2 separate regions of the Mus musculus genome follow, and region 2 is linked to region 1. The links are chromatin contacts, called in public Micro-C maps. All regions are on one chromosome and are shown on one strand. Each heading gives the region's core, a stretch centred on a gene start, on an enhancer-like site or on the middle of the called end of the contact. The rest is flanking DNA. Distances are from core to core; before and after follow the strand shown.

The links. Hi-C and Micro-C count contacts between places; a contact is called where the count stands out from the background.
Region 2: a Micro-C map of embryonic fibroblasts shows a contact between it and region 1, with 2.3 times the contacts expected there. The contact joins the enhancer-like site here to the promoter of 4933417E11Rik in region 1. A contact is called at or near these places in 10 of 39 promoter capture datasets (the 3T3-L1 cell line, 3T3-L1-derived adipocytes, HPC-7-derived erythroid cells and 7 more), 1 of 15 datasets of contacts at CTCF or cohesin (the NIH/3T3 cell line), 2 of 484 Hi-C or Micro-C datasets (the C2C12 cell line and embryonic fibroblasts), 2 of 115 datasets of contacts at active chromatin or transcription factors (the NIH/3T3 cell line and fibro-adipogenic progenitors) and 1 of 9 other capture datasets (embryonic stem cells).

The regions. Positions count from the first base shown.
Region 1 is chr1:72,001,432-72,008,251 of GRCm38.p6, reverse strand. 4933417E11Rik (RIKEN cDNA 4933417E11 gene) reads left to right here and starts at 3,057. Exons shown (of 3, transcript NR_040454.1): 1 at 3,057-3,240. It also overlaps the pseudogene Gm5528.
Region 2 is chr1:71,762,043-71,768,370 of GRCm38.p6, reverse strand. No RefSeq gene overlaps it. Among named protein-coding and RNA genes, the nearest start is that of Gm39660, 24 kb to the right of the region's middle. Within about 2 kb of position 4,665, at least 45 of the 459 cell types and tissues checked have an H3K27ac peak or open chromatin away from gene starts, as enhancers often do. A contact at or near this core is called in the C2C12 cell line, the NIH/3T3 cell line and embryonic fibroblasts, where this site is marked.

The sequences.
Region 1 (6,820 bases), core at 1,808-4,307:
CAGCACTTTACTGATTGAGCCCCTTCCCTGCCCCTCACCCATCCCCTAGGGCCGATGCTATCTGAATCACCTGGGAAATAATTTTCACCTGTGGTGACACTTACCTTCTGAGGTTCCTGTGAGGATGAGATGGAGCAATGTGTACACAGTATTGCCCAGCTCATTAAAGTAATCCATTGGAAAGCCTAGAAGCTCATGCGCAATAAGTATAATGTAAGGGGAGCCACATAGTATAGTATAGATCACAAATAATCTGTCTTTGCATGGCACGGAGTTGTTGAGCATGATTTAACCAAGACTCCTTAGCTATATGAGATTGAAATGCACCTTTTTGGCTGAGCATCGACATTGTGACTGGTTTTGCTATAGTTTCTGGTTTAGTCATGGGAATATGATCGTTCCTGGGTTCTTGTTCTTTGTTAATATTCAAAGGTCTCAGGTTAAGGCTTAGTGCTCGCTTAGTGAAAAGGAAACTAAGGGTTCTAAAAGGCACTTCAAGAGAGGCCAAAGAGCTGCTTAGCTAACGCAGATCCCTGTTGGCTTTTAGAATAAGGGTCATCTAACACTCCTGGGGAAGTGTCTGAGGAACTCTCTGGAGCCTGGGGAAGACTAACCCTTGGATTAGTTAGAAGATTTAGACTAAGGAGCTTCCACTTAAAATTCTAACAAACCAACTCTTGACTTCTAGGACCTGAACTGAGAAGCCAGGTCCCGCTGGAGCCACCGAGAAGGCTGCCGAGTAGGGTCTATGTTACTGTTCTTATGTTACAGGTTACAGGAGACCACGAGTCTCAGAGTCACCGTAAAGCTGGGGAGAGTAAGAGCTTGTACTCAAGAAAGATTTCATTTTCTATTAAACTCCCGACAGGATTACCCGGAAGACAAATATGTCTCCTAAATTTCAACCCTGGGTGAACCTCTTGGTTTTCTTCTATTTCTTTCTTTTTTAAAAAAAATTTTATTTCTTAAAAATATTTAATAATCACTTCTACAGGAAAAGAAAATGGTGTGTGCATTGAAAGTGGGGGAGACCCCAAGCTTATCTTTCTGTGAGTTTACACCCTCCCAAGTGAAGATTTCCTTTACTGGTAAATCCAGTGAGTTTTATAGCATTCTCAACTCTGGCTCATGCTTTGAATACCAAGGCTTGCACTGCTGAGATCTGTTCCACTATGGTTAATTTAGCTCCCTGGGAGGGTAGGGCCCAACTTCTCCAAGGACTACTAATACACACGCCAGTGCAGAGCTGCAGGGCTGTGTAAGTTTCAAGCCCAAGATCCTCTAGCGGTCTCATCACTGGAATACAAGGAAGAAAGAAATCCATTGTAGTATATAGGACAGCTTCATGTCAGTGTGGGGGCTGGGCTTGAGGGCATGTGAGTGTTCCTAAGTGCCTTTGGATAGCAGAGAAGAGAGTGTCACGGACGACCAGAGCAACGAGCGCCCGACAAAGCACTGTCAGTGAGAACTTCCAGGAAGCAGAGAAGAGGACATGCCCTGAGTCCTTTCTGAAAAGGACAGGATGGATATACAGTTGAATGTGCAGAGAGCACCATCATCACAATAGAAGGGACTACACCAGTGACCCCAAGCTTGCCTACTTCTGTTGTGCTGTGGGAATCAGGCATGCCATGTTTATCTGCTAGGAGGTTTTGCCTCCTCTGGGACCAGCAGGAAGGCAGTGTTATCTTCATTGTTTCCCACATCCAGCCCTAGAAAGTTTACAGAAGTTGGCTCTGGATTGACAGTGAAAAGGACAGGCCAAGATTGCAGATTCCCTCAATTTACATGACACAATAAATGAATGACTTCTCCATTGACAGATACCACTGTGGGGCCCACAGTGACAGAGTAACACAGCAAGATGAAAAAAGAGAAAGGAAATAAGAGACTTGGTATCTTAAAAATATCAAATTATTTTAATGCTAAATGGGCACTAAGAGGATCTGAACGGATACATAATTTATGTAAATCTATGTAAACGCAGGTACCAATTACAAGGAAAAGGATTGGGTGGCATTCCTAAAGGACCGGCCATGCTCTAAGCTGTCACCTGCCAGTCTGCTTCTCCCCGGGAGTTAGATTCACACCAGATGGCAGCAGTTAGAAATGAAGAAACCTGCTTCCTTGATCCTTCACCTTCCTGTCTAATTTACGCATCTGTGAACTTTGAAGTGCTAACACTGTTTTGGTTAGCGCTCAAGGACCCATTTAGGGATTGCAACAGGATGCTGGTTCTAGAGAGAGTGATTCCTGAGCGTGCATGCAGATTTTGCTAGGATCCTATACGGCATGTGAAGGTATTGTATGTAAGCTGTTTTGACCTTACAAGACAGGTTTTTATTCATTGCTGGGAAAACAGGAAAACCAAACACATTGCAAATCAGAAATCTCATTTTTTTTCTGAATCGACACATTGCAAATGTGCAGCTGAGCACATAGACACAGGCACGTGCACATCTCATTACTTCTGATGGAGCTGGTACGATGTCTCCGGTGAACTGCACTTCTGCCCCGATCACACACATGGTGTTCACTGGAGCTCTTTCCTCCATAAGAGTGTTCCCTAGATTACTAAGTCAGCACCATTATCCAAATAGACATCTGCTCTATTTTCTCGTTCATAATGATAATGACTAGCTGGGGTCACAAAGAATAGGCTTAATACATAGCCGCCAAATGGAAAATTTGAGGAAAGTGGAAGCTTCAGGAAAAAAAAAAAGTGTAATCGTGTTTTCCTATTCACTCAAAAACAACAAAAACACAGAACCAACTCACAAGCAAGCAAATGAAAAACAATACTGTCTTACACTAGTCATTGCGTTTCATTAGAATTTTCAGGGCTCCAGACCTAGGATTTAGAGGTCACGTGTTAAAGATTAGGAGAAGAGTTAAATGCTCAAAACCCACGGACTTCCAAGGGCCACTTGAAGCTTGCAGCCCGTCTAGGAGTTCCATCTTACTGGACCACCTCTGAGGAGATGTGGTACACTAGTGGGCAGTTGGTTCTGTTGGAGATCTGAGGAGCAGCCCCCCCCCCCCAATGCTAAGTCTTCAGTCCTGCATACTGGGAAGGGTGGGATGCAGGAATGGAGTCCAGAGGCTCTGGCTGCAACCCACCATGGTTCTGGCACTAAGCAAGAGCTGACCTTTCCTAAGTCAATATTGGAAACTCCCCTCCAGGAGAGTCCTGTGGTGTGAGGTCTGAGCACACACTGAAACCTCCGCGGAGATCCACAGGTGAATCATCTGATGGGGAGTGGAAGTGTTTCTAGGAACAGTCCCGCAGTTCCCGTTCTGCTTGTTAAGCTCCAAGCTTTCCAAATACTGCCAAGTATTGGGAGTTGTATTGAACTCCAGAATGTAACTGGATCTCAGAGTCCAAGTCTATGCACAGATCTTGTACATCTCATCTCTGAGAGATGAGATAATTAACTTATTTTTTTTTTTCTTGGTACTGGTACTTAATTTCTTTTGTACTTTAGGCCATGAATTCACATGCAATGGGCTCCAACAGCTCAGGTTCTTTTCCATTAGTCCTCACAAAGTGTGCTTCTCTGTATGGAGCAGGCTGGCGCTTCAGCTGCACCCAGGTGCCCTTCTCTTTGGCTTCCTTTTTCTTCTGATCATTCTCCTTCACCCGCTTCAGGAAGCTGTCTCTGCTCTTTGAGTGCTTGATGTACTCAGTCCGCACATTGATCCTCTTGGCCAGAATTTTGCCCTTAACCTGCTTGTTTACAATGATGCCCACGGCATGCTGGGTGACATTGTAGACTCTTCCAGTTTTGCCGTGGTAGCAGTTATGGGGCATTCCTTTTTGAACAGTGCCTATTCCCTTGATGTCTACAATATCACCCTTCTTGTAGATTCGCATGTATGTGGCCAAAGGAACAACGCCATGTTTCCTAAAAGACCTAGAGAACATATATTGGGTGCCTCTCCTCTTTCCCTTTGTGTTCGTCATTTTGGCGAGTTACTGGACGATGGCTGCGGCCGAGATAATTCACTTTTATGAACTTCATTTTAAGATAAAAGGAACAATCTTGAGAGCCCACGTGCTCTGTACATGAGATAAATAAACCCCCAAACAAACCCAGCTTGGTGAGCTCACGAGTGGGAGGGGGCAGAGGGGGCGGGGCTGTGAGGTCTTCTTTCTCAGTTTCTATATTCCAGTATGAAGCTGGAATGGGTCCTTGCATCGGAGGAGGGAGGAGTTCACTGGTTTTGAGCTTTTTCTCAGCTTGCCTTTTGGAGGAGCACTTGACATTCCTTCACTCTTTCCGAATCCCTGATGCGTTGTCTGGGCTTTGTTTTCTAAGGGTATAATTTCTTGGATGAGACAAATGTCTTCATTTTGTACATTGTGGTTGGTTGACACTGAGTGAAAACGAGAGTGTAAATCACCTACTCCAATTACGGGGCTGAAGACCAGGAAGTGCTTTGTAGTCATTAAGTGCTCTACCAATTTTTAAGGATAATGCATTTTTCATGTCAGTTTTATACCCGAAATTTATGTCAGTTAGCTACAAATATGCTTTGCTTTGAAATTCTCTGAGGCTTAGCCAGAGTTGATGAGACCTCAGAAGCTATAATAAAAGTCCAAAATGCCTTCACATAGCTTTCTTAACTCTATATGTCTGGCTTCCTCCGGATGCTGGTCCATTGATGGTAGCCCACTCCTCCTTATGTCTGTCAGCGGAGGTGGTACACTGGCTGGAAACTATTTTGCTATAAGCAATAAAAGAACTTGAGAATGTCTTAAATAAATTAGAGTTGGTTTTTCTCATATCATCAAAGGTCTGGAGGTTTTAATAGTTTTCTGATTGGCTCATTAGCTCAGTATCGCCAGGGCTGATGTCTCTGAGTCCCTTAGCTCTTCTGTCTTCCTTGCAATATGGTGTCTGCAGAACAGCGTAAACATTGGACCCTCTGTGTGAAAGGAGAAGGTGACGCCTTCTGGTTTTTGTTTTTAGTATCATTTAACCCCCCCCCCCTTTTGTGTGTCTCTGTGTAGGCATGCATATGCCACAGTGAGCATGTGTGTGTGTGTGTGTGTGTGTGTGTGTGTGTGGTCAGAGGACAGCGTTTTTTGAGTTGATTCTCTCCTTCCACTTCATCAGGTCTAGAGAGTAACTGCAGCTCACTGTGCTTGGCAGCTGGCGCCCTTATCTACTGAATCTTCTTGCCAGGCCCAGTGTTCTGGTTTTAAGAGAGGATCTTTACATCTTGATTTTCTTCCATTGAAAAGTAGAATTTAAATCCCCCAACCCTTCAACCCTGAGCATGCGTTTACGACCGCTTCAATCAATAGGACAGAGCAGAAATAAACAGCACGTCACTTTCCAGGCTAGACCATGAAATACCAAGCAGCTTCTGGAATGTTCTTATGAGGCACCCACTTTCTGGGGGGCTCCGGCTGGGTGCTCCCACTGAAAGTCTTCTCTTGGATTTTTCCTTTGAAAGTCCACACCAGCCACCCACGAGAAAGATGGAGAGGCTCCTAAAAGAGTCTCTAAAAATGGAAGACATCTGTGGAGTTCAGGAGCATGAGTCAGCACTGTGGATAATTGCTGTGTATTAAGAGCTCAGCAGAGCCTGCTGACCACACGGTGCACAGCAAGATGTTCTTAGCCCTGTGTTTACTCTCAGACTGTACATATTTTTTCAATCAGCCAGAGAGGCTTAGCTCTGCTTTCCGAAGCTGCATTTTGCTGTTCAGAGGACAGCTGGGCCTTCTCAGAGAGCATTCAGGCAAGCTGCATACTCTTTCCCTTTTCCTGTTGCATTCTTTGCAAGAGAAGAATGGGTTGGCAGTCTCATACTTTCTTACTGCTGAGAGTCCATTTTATAATGTCCTACTTTGTTGTGCCCATTAAGTGTTCTTGAACCTCAAAAGACAGCCAAGGAGCCAACTCTGATGCAAGCCAATTCTGATCATTTAAGGTTGAGCTTGGGCTACACTGCCATCTCTGATGCAGCAGGATGGGAGGGAGAAGCCCTGAGCTTTCAGTGGGACAAGGTTTTATAGGAAATGGTGAGCAAGTAAGCAAGTGAGGGGGGTTCTAGGCTGGCACATATCTTATTGGGGGGCTATTAAGGAATTTTGTTGTCCTTTAACATAACTGACTTGTGCTAGAGCCAAACCATAAACTTAACTTCTGCTTTCCTCCTGATTGGTGGTTATTAAGAAGTGAAGTGCCAGGGGCAGCCTTGTAACCTGTATGCACAGGTTTGATGGGGAGTAACCTGGAAACTGGTGCTAGAGAGTTCAACCTTAGGTCAGGTTCTCTAAGATGGAGTCTGAACCCAAGATCTGGTCTTTCAATATCTAGAATGCCTTGTGTGTGTGTGTTCATATATGTGTGTGTGGGGTGCATGTATGTATGTCTGTGTATTTGTGTATTGTCAATGCCTTTCTTTCTCTTTTGAAATATACTGTTTTCTCTTGAAAACATCATTAGCTCTCCTCTGGCAGCTACTAGTCACTATTTGATTTCTACCTTCACTTTTGGCCCTGTTTTCACTTTTTACTGTTGTAGAAAGACCTGTTGTTGCCCCCACTACATTTGTATTTAGTTTACCCTTTTTTCCCCAGTGCCTAGAATACAAGGAGACTCAAGTCTGCTCAGTGTGAGTGAACAAACAGTTGAATGAGTAAAGGTTTACATGGAAGATCGCACAAACCCCAGTTGAAGTTTATAACTGCAAATAAACAATGGTGCACAACAGGTCACAGGTCTGAATGCCAGTTTACTTCCTTTCCGTCATGAAATGACATGTCACAAGTCTTTTGTGAACTTGCTCATGTACTCGTTTATTT
Region 2 (6,328 bases), core at 3,416-5,915, 240 kb after region 1:
GCAGTCATGTCAGAGAGATGCAAATATGTAAAACCCTGGCTTTGGGCTTGACTTTGGACATCCATGCAGGCACAAACAAGCAAACAAAGGGAAAACCATGCTTTCCACAGTCAAGCAAATCAGTCTCTACTAGACTTATATTAAGATCCATTCACAAGAAATGAAGGAAGGCAAAGCATTTTTATAGACTTGTTACATGTATGCTTAATCAAGCATGATGGATACACTCAGGATTGTATAGCCTGCTTGTGGGATGAGGGGAAAGAATGTTTTTAATAAATTGTTTTTATTATTTTAGGGGGTGTATTTATTTGTGTGTGTGCGTGTGTGTGTGTGTGTGTGTATCTGGCTTCTCTCTGTGTGCTCATGGAGCATGGGAGCATTGGATCCCTCCAGCTGGAGTTACAGATAGTTGAAACGGATGCTGGGAACCAAACTCACAAGAGCTGTGTGTGCTCTTAACCTCTTAACCTCGTAAGCTCTGAGCCTCCTCTCCAGAAGCTAAAGGAGAAATATTAAGAATCCCAGCAACCCTTGGCTCATTGCTCAAGTTCATCTAGTTCAAGTGTCTGTAAGCATTTCTGGTAAAAAGGCAGACAGTAAATATTTTCTGCAGGTCAATACCATCTCTGTTGATGTCACATAACTCTGCCCTTGGAGCAGGAAAACAGCCACAGACAACTCACAACAGAGAAGTATAGCTGTGTTCTCATGAAACCTACCTTCCTTTTTTCCTTCCTTCCTTCCTTCCTTCCTTCCTTCCTTCCTTCCTTCCTTCCTTCCTTCCTTCCTTCCTTCCCTCCCTCCCTCCCTCCTTCCTTCCCTCCTTCCCTCCCTCCCTCCCTCCTTCCTTCCCTCCTTCCCTCCTTCCCTCCTTCCCTCCTTCCCTCCTTCCCTCCTTCCCTCCTTCCCTCCTTCCCACAGAGAATAATTTATGGACCAATCTGATATAGCATTTCTATGCAGAATTGCTACAATTCATCTGTCTTGAAAGTCCCTGCATCTGCTCTCCCTTGCGTCTGCCGGTCCGAGTTCTGCCTTCAACAGCTCAGACTCCACAGGCGGAGCATTCCTTGTAGATAGTGTCATTTGCTTTAACTTTTAGGCTCATGGTCACGAGTCTACAGCTGTCTGTTGAGAACCAGCTGTTTGGCTGGAGGCTCTCTAGAGCAAGATGCCTTCTCTTTAAGTTCATTTAGAACTTCTAACAAGAAATGAAACTCAACATTATAGCCACCACTGGCTTCCCCAGAACACCCATCTCTCCACATTTTAACAAAACTTTAGCACTCCCATCCTTCTAGAAATTGAAGGTGATGCCCACCTATCACTAGGTTACATGGGGGAAGCACATCTTACAAATGGCTCTGTAGCACCATTAGCCACATCAACACATAGCAACAGAGGTGATCCAAGCCCCGAGTGCAGAAGGGAAGCAATTCAACATAGTTTGCCATGTGATACCATTTTGTAGAATATAAAACTCATACTTAATAAAGCATCATACTTTATCACAGATATGTAAGAATCTGGTTTATAAACCAAAATACACAAATGGTGGAGGGAGCTTTGGGGAGAGCAGAAAGTAGAATGAAGATTGGAGAAAAAGGAAGAGTAATATTATAAAAAATTTGAAGCCTGGAGTGGTGGTGCACGCCTTTAATCCCAGCACTTGGGAGGCAGAGGCAGGCGGATTTCTGAGTTCGAGGCCAGCCTGGTCTACAAAGTGAGTTCCAGGGCAGCCAGGGCTACAGAGAAACCCTGTCTTGAAAAACCAAATAAATAAATAAATAAATAATTTGAAGAGAAGAAATTTGAGAAATGACACAATCAGCTCAATGATGCTTTTAAAATCTGTTGTTAAGAGGAAGTGTACTCTAAGGCCACTAAGGCTACTAACTATATGAGCCATAAAAACAGGCAAAGTGAATGACTACATGGCCAATTATTATGATAGTTATAATTTGGGGTTAGGCTGGGGGTATTTAACTATGAAAGTTTAGTTAATTAAATTAGGATAGTAATTTTCAGTGACGAGAATATAAATTGTTTGATCACAAACCAACATTTCTAGAGTTTACCAAGGAAAGCGGTTGTCTGCCTGCAGCATGGTATAAATTTCTTTTTTCTTAAGTTTTTACATTTATTTATTTATTTGTTTTGTTTTGTTTTTCGAGACAGGGTTTCTCTGTGTAGCCCTGGCTGTCCTGGAACTCACTTTGTAGACCAGGCTGGCCTCAAACTCAGAAATTCGCCTGCCTCTGCCTCCCAAGTGCTGGGATTAAAGGCGTGCGCCACCACCGTCTGGCCACGTTATATTTTTAATGTATTTATTTTGTGAGCAAGTGTGGGTGCCACCAGGCCCATGGAGAGGTCAGAGGTCAACTTTAGAGAGTTGGTTCTTTCCAGCCACCACCACATAGATTCATATATCCCTAGGATGGCACCCATCTCTTCTGGTCTGTTGCAAGCATCCTTACACAGTGAGCCATTCTGCCAGCCCATGAACTTCTTTATTACCGTCTGCTTTGGTGAGATGTCCTGACGTAGCATCACATATCAAAACATGGCACCAGACCCAGACACATCCCATGACATCATATAGATTTTTCTAGATCTAGACATGAAAATTAATAGGCAGAAACCTGACGGGGACTTAAATGTCAGCTTCAATTAGGGGAAAGTAAGGCATGACCAAAATACAGATATATTTTAATTTCTGCAAAACTAACTCTCAGTGTGAAAATACTACCAGTCGCTGCTAACAGGAGCATAAGCCAGTAGTTAAACTAGCCAATCTCTAACTCGTGCCTTTCAGAATCTTTGGGACATGCTGTTTAGTGATACAAACTCCTAAAACTTCAAAGGATACCATGGCTTTCTGGCTTAAGGGTTTTTGATTGTGAGAACAAGTCACAGCTTTTATCTATTCCAACATGAAAAGTAGAGAAAGATGCTTTCTTGTAGAAGCAGAGCTGAAGTTTTTCAGCTGGTTGCTGCACTTTTCTGTGGGTTTCAGTGTTGTCAAACAGAGAGAGCACTTGCGGATTTCCCCCCTAGTTCTTTCTAATCATTTCAGCTCCGTTTTCTTCAAACCCACAAGCATATGCAACAACAATGTCTACAAACCCAGCCTCAGCACCGCGTGGGAAGAGACTGTGCTGGCAGAGACCATTTCCAGGTCAATGTACTTCCCTCTCATTCTCTTCTTCACATCACTGCCATGTGTGTTGACATTCCACCCATCTGCTTCTTCACTTAAACCTCTCTATTGAGGAGGCTGGAGAGAAGGCTCGGAAGTTAAGAGTGCATGCTGCTCTTGCAGGAGACCGGAGTTAAAGTCCCAGCACCAGTGTCTGACAGCTCCCAACACCTGTGACTCCAACTCCAGGGGAATATGACACCTGTGGCCTCCTCAAACACCTGTGTTCATGTGTACTTTCGTGCACCAGCGCGCACACACAAGTTTTTTTTTTTTTTTAAACTTTAAAATTTCTTGGGCTGATGAGGCAGTTCCGAGTGTAAGGGCACTTGACTCCAAGCCTGATGACCTAGGTTTGACCCCTGAGACCCACATAGAAGAAGGAGAGAACCAACTCCTGAAAGCTGTCCTCTGACCTCCATATGTATGCTGTGGTACACATGCCCATATCCACATGCACGCACATGTATGTGCTCATACACAATAAACACATGTAATACAATTTTTATCAATACGTGTTGGTCATAGACATCAGTGGGGTATCGTGTGGCATTGGGTTCATTCTGACCGTTGCCTTCCAAGCACATCCCTCCCTTCTCCTCAGAGAAGACAGTGTATGCGTCAGTCGGCTTTAAACGGCAAGTCACCTTATGAGAACTTCTGCAAGCCTATTCACACAGGCTGAGACAAATACCATCTACTTAAAATTTGCAGAAGATTTAGTTTGAGAGGTTAAGAGTAAGTTATTGCATTGATAGTATATTTTATTTCTACATAAGGTGGGCTGATTAATGTCCTGAGAAGTAACTGCCTTTCTAAGGAGTGTCTGGGTTTTCAAAGAAGGCAGGACCTCTGCCCCTAAGGAATGGCAAATTCCAGACTCTGCAGGTATAAAGGTTGGCTTTAGCTAGGAGGGATGGGGAAAGGTGGGGATCATCCAGGAATCGCCACCTAAAGTGCCGCATGCCACACAGAACTGGCTGCCACTCAGCTCAGCCCAGGGTCTACAAATATTGACTTGGCCTTCGAGAAAATGCCCCTAAAATAAGTTGTGACCATACAAATTCTAATCCTGAGTGTGTTGACAAGTTTCCTGGACTTGTCAACAGTTAATCCTATATCAAACAGTTAATACTTTGTTTTACATTCCTGTATTGTCAGGTTTTACAGCATGGGGACTCTGCAGTTCTAAACATACTGGTAGACATGAACGACATGTGGAAGGTGCTTTTAGACAGTATGGGTATGTACTTTACAGCTTTAACTAGAAGGCCCCACTGTGATTTTACATCTCTTGATTGTTGTTAACGATGACTAAAAGTGTTTGTGTTTCGGGATCTCACTGGAAATAGCAAGCTATGAATGACTGGCCTCCATCCAGACTTTGGGAACAATCACACACTTTGACTCACTGGGATCCTATTTCACCCAGTCTGGATTTCAAGCTATAAATCCAGGCTAGTTGTCTTAACCCAGAATGTTATGTCACCATATTTGGGCAAGGACTAGAGTGGGTCTAACATATGCCTCTAGACTAGCTCTTTACACTGAAAAGCAAAACACTTTTCTCCTTTCTACAGAACCTTAAATCAACATAGTGTACATGACATAAGTGAGTTAATTTTTTTATGCAATCACTTGTTTGTTTGGGAGTGGGGACTTAAAAAATAACAATGTATTGCAAGCTGTGTGTTGCTCTCTCCTAACTGATGTTCTTAGAAATGACCCAACATCTCTAGCTAGAATCTGGAATGGAAATGAGCAGCTACTTTGAGAGTGAGTTAAATGATAAAAATTATACCATATTTCTGCTTAGTATCCTACTAACATGTGAGTCTCACTGTTAGGGCAAGACCCAAAGATGCAAAAGAAACCATCTTTCCCAGGAAATGCAAGGAGAAGTCCCTTTTTGTGGCTGCGACCCACAGATAGTCTTCCTTGCATCTCTTCCAGTATGAGCAGAATTTTTAAAGCCCATCACTTAATGAATATTAAATGTTCAAGCTTCTCAACTGAGTACCGGGGAAGAGAGATTGGGATGAGATAAGGATGCCTATCCTTGAGGAGTTCAGTCAAGTGGCAGTGACTAATGCTAAATTAATATTATCATTTTCTTAAACATCTACTTAAAATCCAGTTAACACAAGAGACAGTGGGTGGGAATCTTAGACTCTTAGAAATCATATATGATAGAAGACTGTAGTTTGATTGGAGGTTCAGGGAAGACATTGGACTTAAGCGGAGAGCCACGAGGTCAAAGCTGGTGAGTACTGGGGAGGTAGGAGGGGTGAGACTGGTGACCTGGGCAAGCACAAGATATTAAGGACTTTACAGTTACAGATATTACAACAATCAGGGCATGAAAGAGGGGTACGACCTGACCTTTGATGGCTGGGCTACAACATGAGACAGAGAACTAGAAGGTTCCATTGAAGATGTGAAAGGCTACTAAGTAAATTAATACCATAGGTTAAGCAGGAGATAGAGACGGCTGGGATACAGGGATGTAAAGAGAACACAGTTGGGTATGGAGTGTGTTCAGGAGCATCTGTTTAGGGCAGGACGATGGATCAGGGAAACACAAGGAACATTCATGGTTATCCAAGAGTATTTGAGAGAATGGCTTTCTCCTTTGAACTTGAATGAGAAATTTGGTGGAGTGGAGTGAGAAGAGTTAATTTTGAAAAGGTGAGAAGACAGGTAAGGCGAAAAGCCCGACCCTGAAAAGCTGCGGCCTCGGAATCCATGAAGTCCTGGGATAGAGTTCCAGGTGGGGCTCACTAACTTGAGCACTTTAAGTTCATGGTATAAAATCTAAGTGCTGCCTTTGGATACCTTCTACCCTTCTAGGGGAGCACACTCAGCCAGGGAGATCTTTCCTGTGGGGGAAAATGTGAACCACTATGGACTTAAGAGGTTTGAAGTTGACTCTTCTCTGAGCACTTCGTTGCTTCTTTCCTGAGGGCCTTCCCACCCCTGGGCTGGGTTTTTTTAGTATCTTTAAGAGTCTGACTTACCAGGTGGTGGTGGCGCACACCTTTATTCCCAGCACTTGGGAGGCAGAGGCAGGCAGATTTCTGAGTTCGAGGCCAGCCTGGTCTACAGAGTGAGTTCCAGGACTGCCAG